Regions from separate parts of the Ovis aries genome. Here region 1 is linked to region 2. A link is a contact called in public Hi-C data. All regions are on one chromosome and are shown on one strand. Each heading gives the region's core, a stretch centred on a gene start, on an enhancer-like site or on the middle of the called end of the contact. The rest is flanking DNA. Distances are from core to core; before and after follow the strand shown.

Region 1 (5,266 bases), core at 480-2,979, 150 kb before region 2:
ACCAGGCTCCTCCGTCCATAGGACTCTCCAGGGAAGAATACTGGAGTGGGTTGCTGTTTCCTTCTCCAGGGGATCTTCCCCACCCAGGGATCGAACCCAGGTCTCCTGCATTGCAGGCAGATGCTTTAAACTCTGAGCTACCAGGGAAGCTGCTAATCCCAAACTCCTAGTTTATTCATCACTCCCCTTTCCCTTTCGGTAACCAGAATTTATTTTCAATGTCTGTAACTTACACCATTTTTAAAGATGATTTTTAAAAAGTAATGTATAGTTCTAAAGAACAGACTACCATTTTCTGAGGACTGCAGGTCCACTAGGGCAATAACATGTGGGATCTGGAAACACCCATGAACTCGTGTGAACCATGGCAGCCGCCTCTATAAAAGCCTCTGAGCTATTTTAAGGAAGTGAAAGAGAACTGAAGAGTGTCCTGTTGTAACACAACTCTTGTGGGCCCCAGCCTTCCTCTGCTGGCTTTGCCCTTGGCCTGCCTCTGGCCAGGTTCCTGCAGTGACCAGAGTCTCATGTTTGCCAGGGTGGCTTAAGTTTTGTTTGCATGTACAAGTCTGGGCACACTGGTAATTTCAGACCATCAGGATAATATAAAAAATAATGTGTCTTGTGGAGTTGATCAACAACCCAGCCTGTAGAAATGTAGATAAAAACTGAGGTTAGGGAGGTAGTGACTCCTGCCAGAGCTGGGGACTATGCCAGAGTCCTTGGTGTCGATGCCATCTGAGGCCCACAGGGATTTTAATCCGCTGAACTGAGCAACCAAGTCTTGGGGCCCAGACAGGGCAACAATCTAGCAGTACCACCAAAGGGGATTCATGCCCTACACCGGGAGAAGGCCTTGGACTAGGTCCCCAAAGGCCCAGTCCTGCCCCGATCCTATAGTCCATTCCTGTGCTCAGCAAAGCTTTTGTTGTGCCTGTGGAACCCCCGCCTAAATGCTGGGCACAGGACAGGACTACTTGTCCCCAGCTGTTCACAAGAACGGGCGCCGGCGCCGTTGACTGACGCTGACCGCTAGAGGGACCTCCACTACAGGTCGCGGGGTTCGAGAGCGGCCAGATCCTAGGGTGACTCAGTCTTCCGAATTGGGGGCGCTCAGAGACAAGAAATGAGACTGCCATCAGGCCAACCTCAATTTGAACTAGATCGCTTGGGCCCAGAAGTCCGCACACCCGACGGTTGCTGCTCTGGGACTGCCTCTAAAACATTCTTTCTATGACAACTCTTTTTGCAATTCTCGACCCAAGTTCCCTTTCTGCTTTTCGCTTTTCTTCCCTATGGCCAAGGAACGGTGCTCAAGGTCTGGAGAAGCCCAGGGAACAGGGAGCCGAGGACCGCCAGGCATCACCCGGGGCAGGAAGGGTGCTGGAGAGGGAGGTGACAAGGGCAGGGGCGGGGCTCTTAGGGGGCGTGGCCGCCGAAGAGAGGCGGGGCTTAGGGGAACGGTAAAGTCGGCTTAGGAGGCGGTGCTGGAGCTGGGGCTGGGCGGGGCTGGGGCTGGACCGGCCGGGGCTGAGCAGGTCCGAAGGGGCGGGGTTGACGAGGCAGGTCGCTAAGGAACTAGAACTCGTGGCGGTTGGGTCCCTGCGGGCTGCCACGGAGCCTAGAGGGAGGGGGCGTGGCGGAGGGGCGGTCCCGGGGGAAGGTGGGCGGTCTGGGAGCCGGCGCTCCTGGACTAGCCTCCCGAGTCTGCCGTGGGTCCCCGCCCCCGTCACGTGGGCTCCGGACGCGGCCGCTGCCGGTCGGTCCGCTGGTTGGTCGGTTAGTTGGTCGGTGGGTCAGTGGCCTGCTGTTCGTTTCTCGGCTCTCATGTTCGGAGGTGGGGGGGACAAGTGAAAGGCCCGCACACCTGAGCTGTCCGGAGAGGAGCCCCAAACTCAGGTCAGTGGGTTCTCCCCACGCCCCCCGGGCCCACTGCGCAGGCTGAACTGGGAGCCCCCGCAGGGGAATTGGCTTAGGAACTGAGATCCCCGAGTGTATCCCAGACGCGAGGGCGGGGACCCTCCTCCCCTTCTTTTGCCAGATTGCGAGGAGACTATAACTCCTGGGGATTTGCTTCGTGTCTCCTCCCAGTCCTGTCTGGAGTCTACGGACTGTCCGCGCCCCTACAGGTGCCGGGATGGCCCTAGAGATGCGCAGGGTGGCCAGTCATCCTAGTTGTGTGTAGTGTGTCAGAGCTCTGCTCAGTCGGTTGGAGCAGCGGCGTAGTCTAGAGAGATAGCCCAAGGTGGTCGGGAAGCTTACGGTCCGTTTTGCCCAAGCAAATCGATGTTCCACAGAGCGTGCGTCCAGCTACAACGCCTTAGCTGAAATCAACTCTGTATTGTAATTGGAAAAATGCAACAGGCTTTTCCAAACCTCAAGCCACAGCGTCCCAATAGACGGCAAAACGGGGATGGTTCTGTTTGAAAGAGGGTTCCTCTCCTTCATGACATCCTGACTCCAGACCTTCAGTTGTTACTCAGATGAAAATAAGATTATATATTTAAAGACCAGGGCTTCCAAAGTGCGCATAAGATCAAAACAGGCACTCTAGCCAGCATTTAGTCAGTCCTCTTAAAAGACAAATCCAGAGCATTTTTACTTTTAGAGCAGCTGGATGTTTGTCTCCCTTTGTATATTTTAGTTCACTTCCTGTCTCATATCTTTCTCCCAGTACCTTAATCAATTATACTACAAATCTGCAATGTTACCAAATTTTATGTTGCATTCTATGAAGTTTAATGCCCAACAAAGGCAGTTGGCTGTACACAGAATTCATCTTCTGTTTGTTCAGTCTTTGCTTGTTATTTGTACTACATGAAAAAATACTTGATTTAGAGGTTTTCTTTTTTACTTGAGGCTTAGGTAGTCTGTATGTAATCTGCTTATATTTAGATGATTTTGAAGTGGGAGATGAGGGGGAATGGTGGACTTTTACTGCACTCGTTCATAATTTTTACTTAATAATACATTATTGTTAGTATTACTTGAGATTCAGTGATGTGCCAGTTATTAGCATATTGCTACTACAGAGATAAACAGCATTATGGTCTCTTTACTGGGTCAGCTATGTGCCACAGGTGCCTGACAAGTAGAATGAAATAAATGGTATGAAGGAGGTAAGAGCAAAGTGTTGTAGGAATTTATTTTTCATCTGACTGTGTAAAACCTGGGATAATTTCAGGAAGGGGGTGACACGTGCATGGTGGACCTTGAAGGATTTCTCCAGGCAGAGGTAGGTAGAGTGTCACCTGCCCTGTGAGAGGCAGGCAAGCACTTCATAGCCTGAGAAGTAGCAAGTGGCTCAGCTTGACTCCAGTGGCAAGTGAGAGACAATAAAGCTGGTGATGAGGAAGAAACCTGTTCCCAGCGGGCCATGAAGGCCAGGTGGAGAAGTCTGGGCTTTGAAATCATGAGCCTCAATAATGGCTTTTAAGCAGGAGATTGATTGATGGTTGTCTGAATTTAAAGTCTGGGACCTTGGCCCTTGACCCTTTCAGCCTCCCAAACCTCTAGCCCAGTGGAGAAAATCTAGTAAATATTTGTGGAATGAATGATCTGGCAACACTTGGTAGCAGTGCTTTTCAACCTTTAACAAGCTTAAGAGTCACCTGGGGATCTCGTTCAAATGCAAATTCTGATTCCTAGGTCGGGGTGGAACCTGACATTCTGCATTTCTCGGAAGTTCTCAGCAGTACAGCCCCTTCACTTATGTATAGCAAGGATTTAAAAAAAAAAAAAAAAAACAGTTTGCAAACCTGGCTGAGACTCAGAATTGCCTAGGGAGCTTTTAAAATTACTCAGATTAAGTAGGTCTGGCATGTTCTTACCAAATTCCTCTGTGATTCTAATGAAGGCCAAGTGGAAACTGCTGGGTAAGAGACCCTCAGGTTGGTGAAGCCCAGCGGAAGATCAATTAAGATAGAAGTGACTAGGGCCTGTGCTGGATCCCAGAGAGGATACAGGTAGGAGAGACTAGAGAGACAGAATCTATGGGCTAGGGGGCCAGATGGAGAAGTGAGGAGGGAGGAACAGTCCTGAAAGAATTGCGCTCTCGAAAAGGAATGGCGTACGTAGCCTTAGGCTGTCACATTTGCGGTAATTTTTGGAAGCTGTTTTTCACTTGGCTATCAAAAACATTTCCTTCCTGATACATAGATTTGTTCATGACACTTCTGCTTGAAATCTTCTGGTGGATCCCCTTTTGCAAAACATGGGAAGGAATAGCTAATATGAACAGCACCGTTGAGGCATTTAAATGTTGAGGCAATAAACTTAAAGGTTTATTAAGTTGCCAGACTGAGCACCCTCATTCAAGAAGTAATCACTCAGGGGAAAAAAAAAAAAAAAAGATGTCACACTGTCATCACTTGGTGTGGGCACAACTAGGCTGACACTCTTGGCAGCTTTGTGTTTTCCTGAGTCTCTATTTTTCCTGCTTCCTCCTTCCTCAGAGCAGTTCCACTTGTTTTCCTAGCATCGTGCTTTGGTTTCAACACTTGATGACACCTGTGTGTCTCAGTTTTTGCAGAATCCAGTGCTGGTCCCAGAAGGGTGGGCTGTATCCTTTATAGACTCTGAAAGCCAGGACTTGCAGATCTTCATGAGGGCCATTCTTATCTCTCATGCAGTGAATGCTCTGCTAGGAGAAGCTGTCTTAGAGCATCTGTTTACCTTTAGACCTAGATCTCCTCAAGGCTTTGAGAGTTCCAGGGTGCTGCTCACTCTCAGCTTTATCTTTGGGAAATTTATGATTTCTGTTAGTGCTTCTAGGTAGTCCTTACTACGGTGCTTCCTTGTAATTCTTACTTTGATTTCCTCTTTCAGTCACAAACACATTTATGCACACGAGAACCCAGCTTTCACCATGCACAGTGCTTTTAGTCATCATGTTCCATGTTGTATAGTAATCTTGGCTTCTGTAACACGTTTGTAGATGGAAGGTATAGACAAGATGGAATAGGCTTGCCTCTGAAAGGGATAAAGTATACCATCCTTATTTGGCATTCAGAGTTCCACAGAGGCTGGCAATAATTTGACTCACCAGCTGCATCTCCACTGTTCCCCAAACCAAGTAGCTTAACAATTTCTACATTTTGTGCCTCTCTGCCTTTACATACACTATTTTCTCTTCCTGGGAAGTCCTTTTGTCCCTGCTCTGCAAGATGCATGCACTCTTGCTAATCCTTCAGGAGGCAGATCAAAGTCTTGAAACACCTCTCCCTCCCCAACCCCCAAGTCATTTTTGCTGTAGCATCCGGTTAGGATC
Region 2 (4,987 bases), core at 1,052-3,551:
TGCAGCTTTTGGCTCCACTGGGTCTCCTGGGCCTTGTCTGCAGAATCCAGACAGCAGCCTCATAACTGGTGGCCGCAGCAGGGCCTCACAAGCCCAGTTTGAACTCTGGTTCTGTTCCAGATGGAGGTGATGCAAAGTACCAGCAGCCTCAGGCCATGGCCTCCCAGCCTCCTTTGAAGTCCAGTTAGCAAGGAATGTGGGCACTGGCTTGCAAGTTGTTAGCACAGCTGCTGTTTGATCCCAGGGCCGGGACTACTGACGAGAGGTGCTCCCCGGGGCTGAGAGCTGGGCACAGCGGTTTGGAGCTGTAGTCAGGGCAGGCTTTACCCCTTGTTCCTCTCTCATGTCCTGGTGGGAGACTCTCCGCATGTGCCTGCTTTCAAACCCTGCATGGGACTGCGATGTCACTAACTCTGTGCGGCCTCAAGCAAGTCCTGTATCTCTTGGTGGGGCCCAGTTTTCCCACCTGTAAAATGATGGGTTATATGCAATGCCCTCAAAGGGCAAATTTACAATGTCCACAAAGGTTTTGGGGAGGAGGAGCGGACCGGCATTGCCTGAGCAGGTGGGACCGGAGGTTCCTGGCAGTGAGGATACCTGGCTATGCCTACACTGGGGCATCAGTGTCTGAGGTCCTGCTGGTCCTTTCTGAGGTCGGCATCAGAAAGGCCTTCATCCCACTCTCCATGCTCCTGTGTCCCCTCAGAGCTGGCACTGAAGTGGGACCGCGGCAGTGTAAGTGACGGTGTGGGACAGTGGAAGCTCTGCCTTTCCCCAGGGATGAGCAGTGCGTGCTTCACCCCTATGTCGCTCCCCAGGGCCTGGCCCACTCCTTGCCCACTCTCCCAGGGAGCAGGCCCAGGCAGGATAGGACTTGCAAACCACCTCTGCAAATCCTGAGCTCAGTCCATGAGCACTGACCAGGCCACTGCCCATTTTACAGATGGCACCTTCGGAAGGCACCGTGACGCAGATAGGGCTCCTCTCCCAAGACATTCACCGCCTCACGGTAGGACTCTGGCCCTCTCTCTATAGTAGGACCCGTGCTGGGGAGGCCCCGGGAGTTTGGTGTGGGGCTGGCTTAGCCCCGCTGTCTAATCCAGAGCCTGTAGCACCAGCGCTTCTGCTGGGGGAGAGCAGATGGGACGGAGGGCTGGTGCCGGAGATGAGCCAGCCCTGAGGCAGATAGAGGCCCAGAGGCCTTCTCCACTGGCCTGCTGCTACTCTTGAGCCAAAACCAGCTAAAGTGTTCTAGGTCGCAGGCCCTCTGTCCAGGCCTGGGGCTGGTGAGGAGACCAAGATACTCAGCAGTTCTGGGTCACCTGCCTTGTCAGCCCAAAGCCCAGGCCTCACCCCTGCCTGATGGACAGGGCTCTGCCCTCTCTGCCCTTGAGACACACATTTCCTGTCACGCCTCTGACTTTACGGACATCACAGGCACGAGTCCATCCTGGCATGTCCAGCTGGGACGAACTGCACCATGTGAAGCAGCTCAGACCCAGGGGGAGGAGCCACTCTGGAGGGAGACTGACTGTCCCTGTCTGCGACCTTGGGCAAGTCACTGTCTGTCAAGCAGGGCTGATAACATCCTCCTTGCCAGGCTGGCAGGCAGACCAGAGCTGGTGGAAAAAGGCCAGAGAGCAGAATCACATTGGTGAGGCCCGGTGCCTCCCAGGGCCTGTCAGTTCTGGACTGCCCCAGCATGAGCTCACTGGCCACAGCGTCCACCTCGCTGAGGCCTTTGCTGGTTTATTGAGCAGATTATAAAGGCCGAACCCAAGGCAAGACAAGATTGGGGGACTTTCCCTGAGTCCAAAGAGGATCACTTTTGTCAATTTGTTTTTTCTTGGCTCGCACACTGAAATGAACCCACCCAGCCTTGTCCTTCTCACTTCTGACAGACCTTTGGTGGCCATGAGCTGGCACCTTTAAAGGTCGGAGCAATCTACTGTTGACAGTGTTGGTGTCCCTGGGACACCATGAACTTACAGGGCGCTGGTGTCAGGGCCAACCCAGGACCCTGCTGCTCCCCATGGAGCAGCTGCAGGGCAGCCTTGACCTGTTGAATGCTGTTGAGCAGGGCCTTCGGCTGTGTCCTTTCAGACGATGCTGAGCCAGGACCAGCTGCTGACCGACTCCCGCCTGGCCACTCCCAGATCTGAGGACTGGAGATGACTCTCTTCGTGGCTGGCAGCCCAGAGAGGCACGTGTGTGGGCCCGAGTCCGCTTCGATGGGAAGCTCGCCCACGGCCACCCACAGAGCCCAGACTGGGCCCCAGGGCATCTCCGACGTGGGTGCTGACAGGACAATGCGAGGCTGTGGAACAGATGTCCACAAGGTGGCCCACAGGTTTTCAGCTGTGCTGTGCTCTCCACCACAGCTTTTGTACTTTTTATACTTTTATAAGTGGACTGTAGAGTGCTTTTGCAGGGAGGGCAGTGAGATGCCCACACACACTCAATGACTCAGGCCATCCCTAGCAACAGCCGGGGGCACTTACACCAAAGGGGAAGGGCTGTGAGTCACAAAAGCTTTGCTGGAAAAAAAAAATTCTGAATGTTCTGAGCTGACTGAAGGGATAGGAAGCCCCCTCCGGGGCTGCTTCCGTATGAAAGCTTGTAGTGCATTTCCGTTCCCAGGAACCTGGCTGGAGTGACAGCAGGGAAGGAGGAATGGACTCCCTTGACAAGGCTGCCCTTTTCTGCAGTGGTGTCTCAGGTTCTCAGGGCTGTGGGGCCTCCCAGCACCTGAGCGGACATCTCTGCGGCCTTTCCCTTGTCAGCCTCAGAGGCAATTTATCTGATCAAACAGCTCCCTCGAGTGGAAGGCCCTTTCCATTGCAAGACATCTCAGGTATGTCCTACCTCAGGGAGAGGCGCCTGCTCAGCGGCCACACCTCACCCTCCCAACTAGCCTTCCCCCCTGAGCAACGGCCCTAACTCCTCCCTGTGGCAGTGCTAGCTCTGGCCTCATCTCTCTAACTTCCTCGGGGGCGGCGGGGTGGGGAGGGTCTCCCACTTGGTCCCCTCTGGGTGTTCTCTGTACAATCCCTGGAGGTGCCTCCCCAAAGCGCTGTTTTCATCCTGCTAAGAACTCAGTGCCGCAACCACCACAGGTTAGCCTTCAAAAGCCTCGGCACCCAAGGCCCCTCTGAATCTTCAGCATTCGTGAGCCCGTGCTCCTGCCTTTCCCTCACCGGAATGTAGTTTTCTCCTCCTCCCTGTCATGAGGCTGAATCCTGTCTGCCGAGGTTCAGATCAGCCCAGCCTCTTTGAGGAGGCTTTCACTGAGGGTTGGAGGTCCCCACCCCAGGGTGCTGTCTCACCTGAGCACCTCCTGGCTCTCCTTGAGGTGGTGTGGCACCTGTCTGCACCCATGCACAGCACAAGCTCACCTGAGCACCAGCTACAGACAGGCTCCTGCAGACAAGAGTAAGGCCCTTCTCCATCGTCACATTCCCTCACATGTGTGGGTTAAATACCTTCCATTCTGGGCCAAGGAGCACTGGGGATACAGGGGTGAATGCCAAGGTCTTTGCCTGAGGGTGTGGATGGTCCAGGGTAGGAGTACAGGTCTGTTTCAGACAAGAGCATGTGCTGAGCATTACAGAGGCTCCAGTAGAAGTGTCTACAGCCTCAAAGAGCAAATTGTCATTTTTAACGGAGGGCTGGGGAGGGGGACTGAAAAGCCTCCAAGGAAGAGGTGATACTTGAATTTTGAAAGATGAGTCAGGGCCAAGTATGCCAGAGGGGAAAGGCACTCCAGGCGGATGGACCTGAACCATCCCAGCACGCCCAAGGAAGTACCTGAAGTTGGTATGACAAGAGCGGAGCTTCTTGGCCCCTGCATTGCTGTCTTTTGGGGCTGGTACGTCACTGTGCTGGGGCCATCCCGTGTGCTCTAGGATGGTTAGCAACATCCTTGGTCTCTCCCTCTAGATGTCAATAGCTCCCCTCTAGTTGAGGACCACTGAGCCAGAGAAGGAGGCCCAAGGAAGGAAGGATCTGGTGAGGTCAGCTGGAGCCCTGATCAAGAAAGGCCAGCCTCCTGGAATTGACCTTGGAGACAACAGTGTCCAGGGAGGGACTACTGGAAGCAGTGAGAGGTTTAAAGCAGGGGACAGGCATGGGATGATTTGTGATTAAAAGAAACATCTGAAGGGAGGACCTACCTTACTCATCGTGCAGTGCCCGGCACTGTGTCTTTCTCTGAGTAGGGACCTCACTGAGGATGAGCTCAATAGGCTAAGCTGCCACCATCTCCCCCAGCCCCCACTGGCCCTCTGAGAGACTGACCTGTGTCACGCCGCCACTGTACTTCAGAGAATTCTCTCGAGCTGTCTTCCTCTTTCTCTCTCTCCTGTATCCCTCACTCTGCCCCGCTACCCACATGTACACGTGCGTAAGAAATCCAGTGACACCAGGTTCAAACAATGCTGCTACTCTGCCAGTTTTTGCAAAAAGTGAACCACTTGGAGTTAAACTCAAGTTTAAAGCCCAGCTCTGCCACCTACTGGCTGAATGACCTAGGGACAAGAGCTTCACGTCTAAGTTTCCACGTCTGTAAGACATGGAACAAAATCTGCACGGGATTTCTGACTCAGCAGAGGGGAGAGCAGCCAAGATAGCAGAGTAACGAGATCCAGAGTGCACCTGCTCTCACGGGCACACCAAAATCACAACTGTCTGCAGAACAACCATCGATAAAAAAAAGACCGTAGAGATCTTCTACAGTTAACGACAAGAAGGAACCACGACGAAACAGGTAGGAAGGATGGACTTTCAGTACAGTCAAATCCCATACCACCTCCCCAGGGCGGGCGACCCAGACTAGGGAATAATTATATTAGAGAGATTCTCCCACAAGAGCAAGAGTTCTGAGCCCCATGTCAGGCCGCCAAGCCCAGGGCTCTGGTCCGATCTCTCCAGAGCAGCTGTTTCTGAAGCCAGTGGGGCTTAACTGCAGAAGCCATACCCCGAAGCATTC

The links. Hi-C and Micro-C count contacts between places; a contact is called where the count stands out from the background.
Region 1: a Hi-C map of hypothalamus shows a contact between it and region 2, with 5 times the contacts expected there. The contact joins the promoter of PPFIBP2 here to the enhancer-like site in region 2. A contact is called at or near these places in 2 of 16 Hi-C or Micro-C datasets (hypothalamus and skin fibroblasts).

The regions. Positions count from the first base shown.
Region 1 is chr15:44,870,680-44,875,945 of ARS-UI_Ramb_v3.0, reverse strand. It overlaps PPFIBP2 (PPFIA binding protein 2), which reads left to right and starts at 1,729. Exons shown (of 26, transcript XM_042233096.1): 1 at 1,729-1,896.
Region 2 is chr15:44,716,730-44,721,716 of ARS-UI_Ramb_v3.0, reverse strand. PPFIBP2 (PPFIA binding protein 2) reads left to right here. Exons shown (of 26, transcript XM_042233096.1): 26 at 944-4,987. The coding sequence ends at 1,180. Among named protein-coding and RNA genes, the nearest start is that of OVCH2, 62 kb to the right of the region's middle. Within about 2 kb of position 2,301, at least 17 of the 54 cell types and tissues checked have an H3K27ac peak or open chromatin away from gene starts, as enhancers often do. A contact at or near this core is called in hypothalamus, where this site is marked.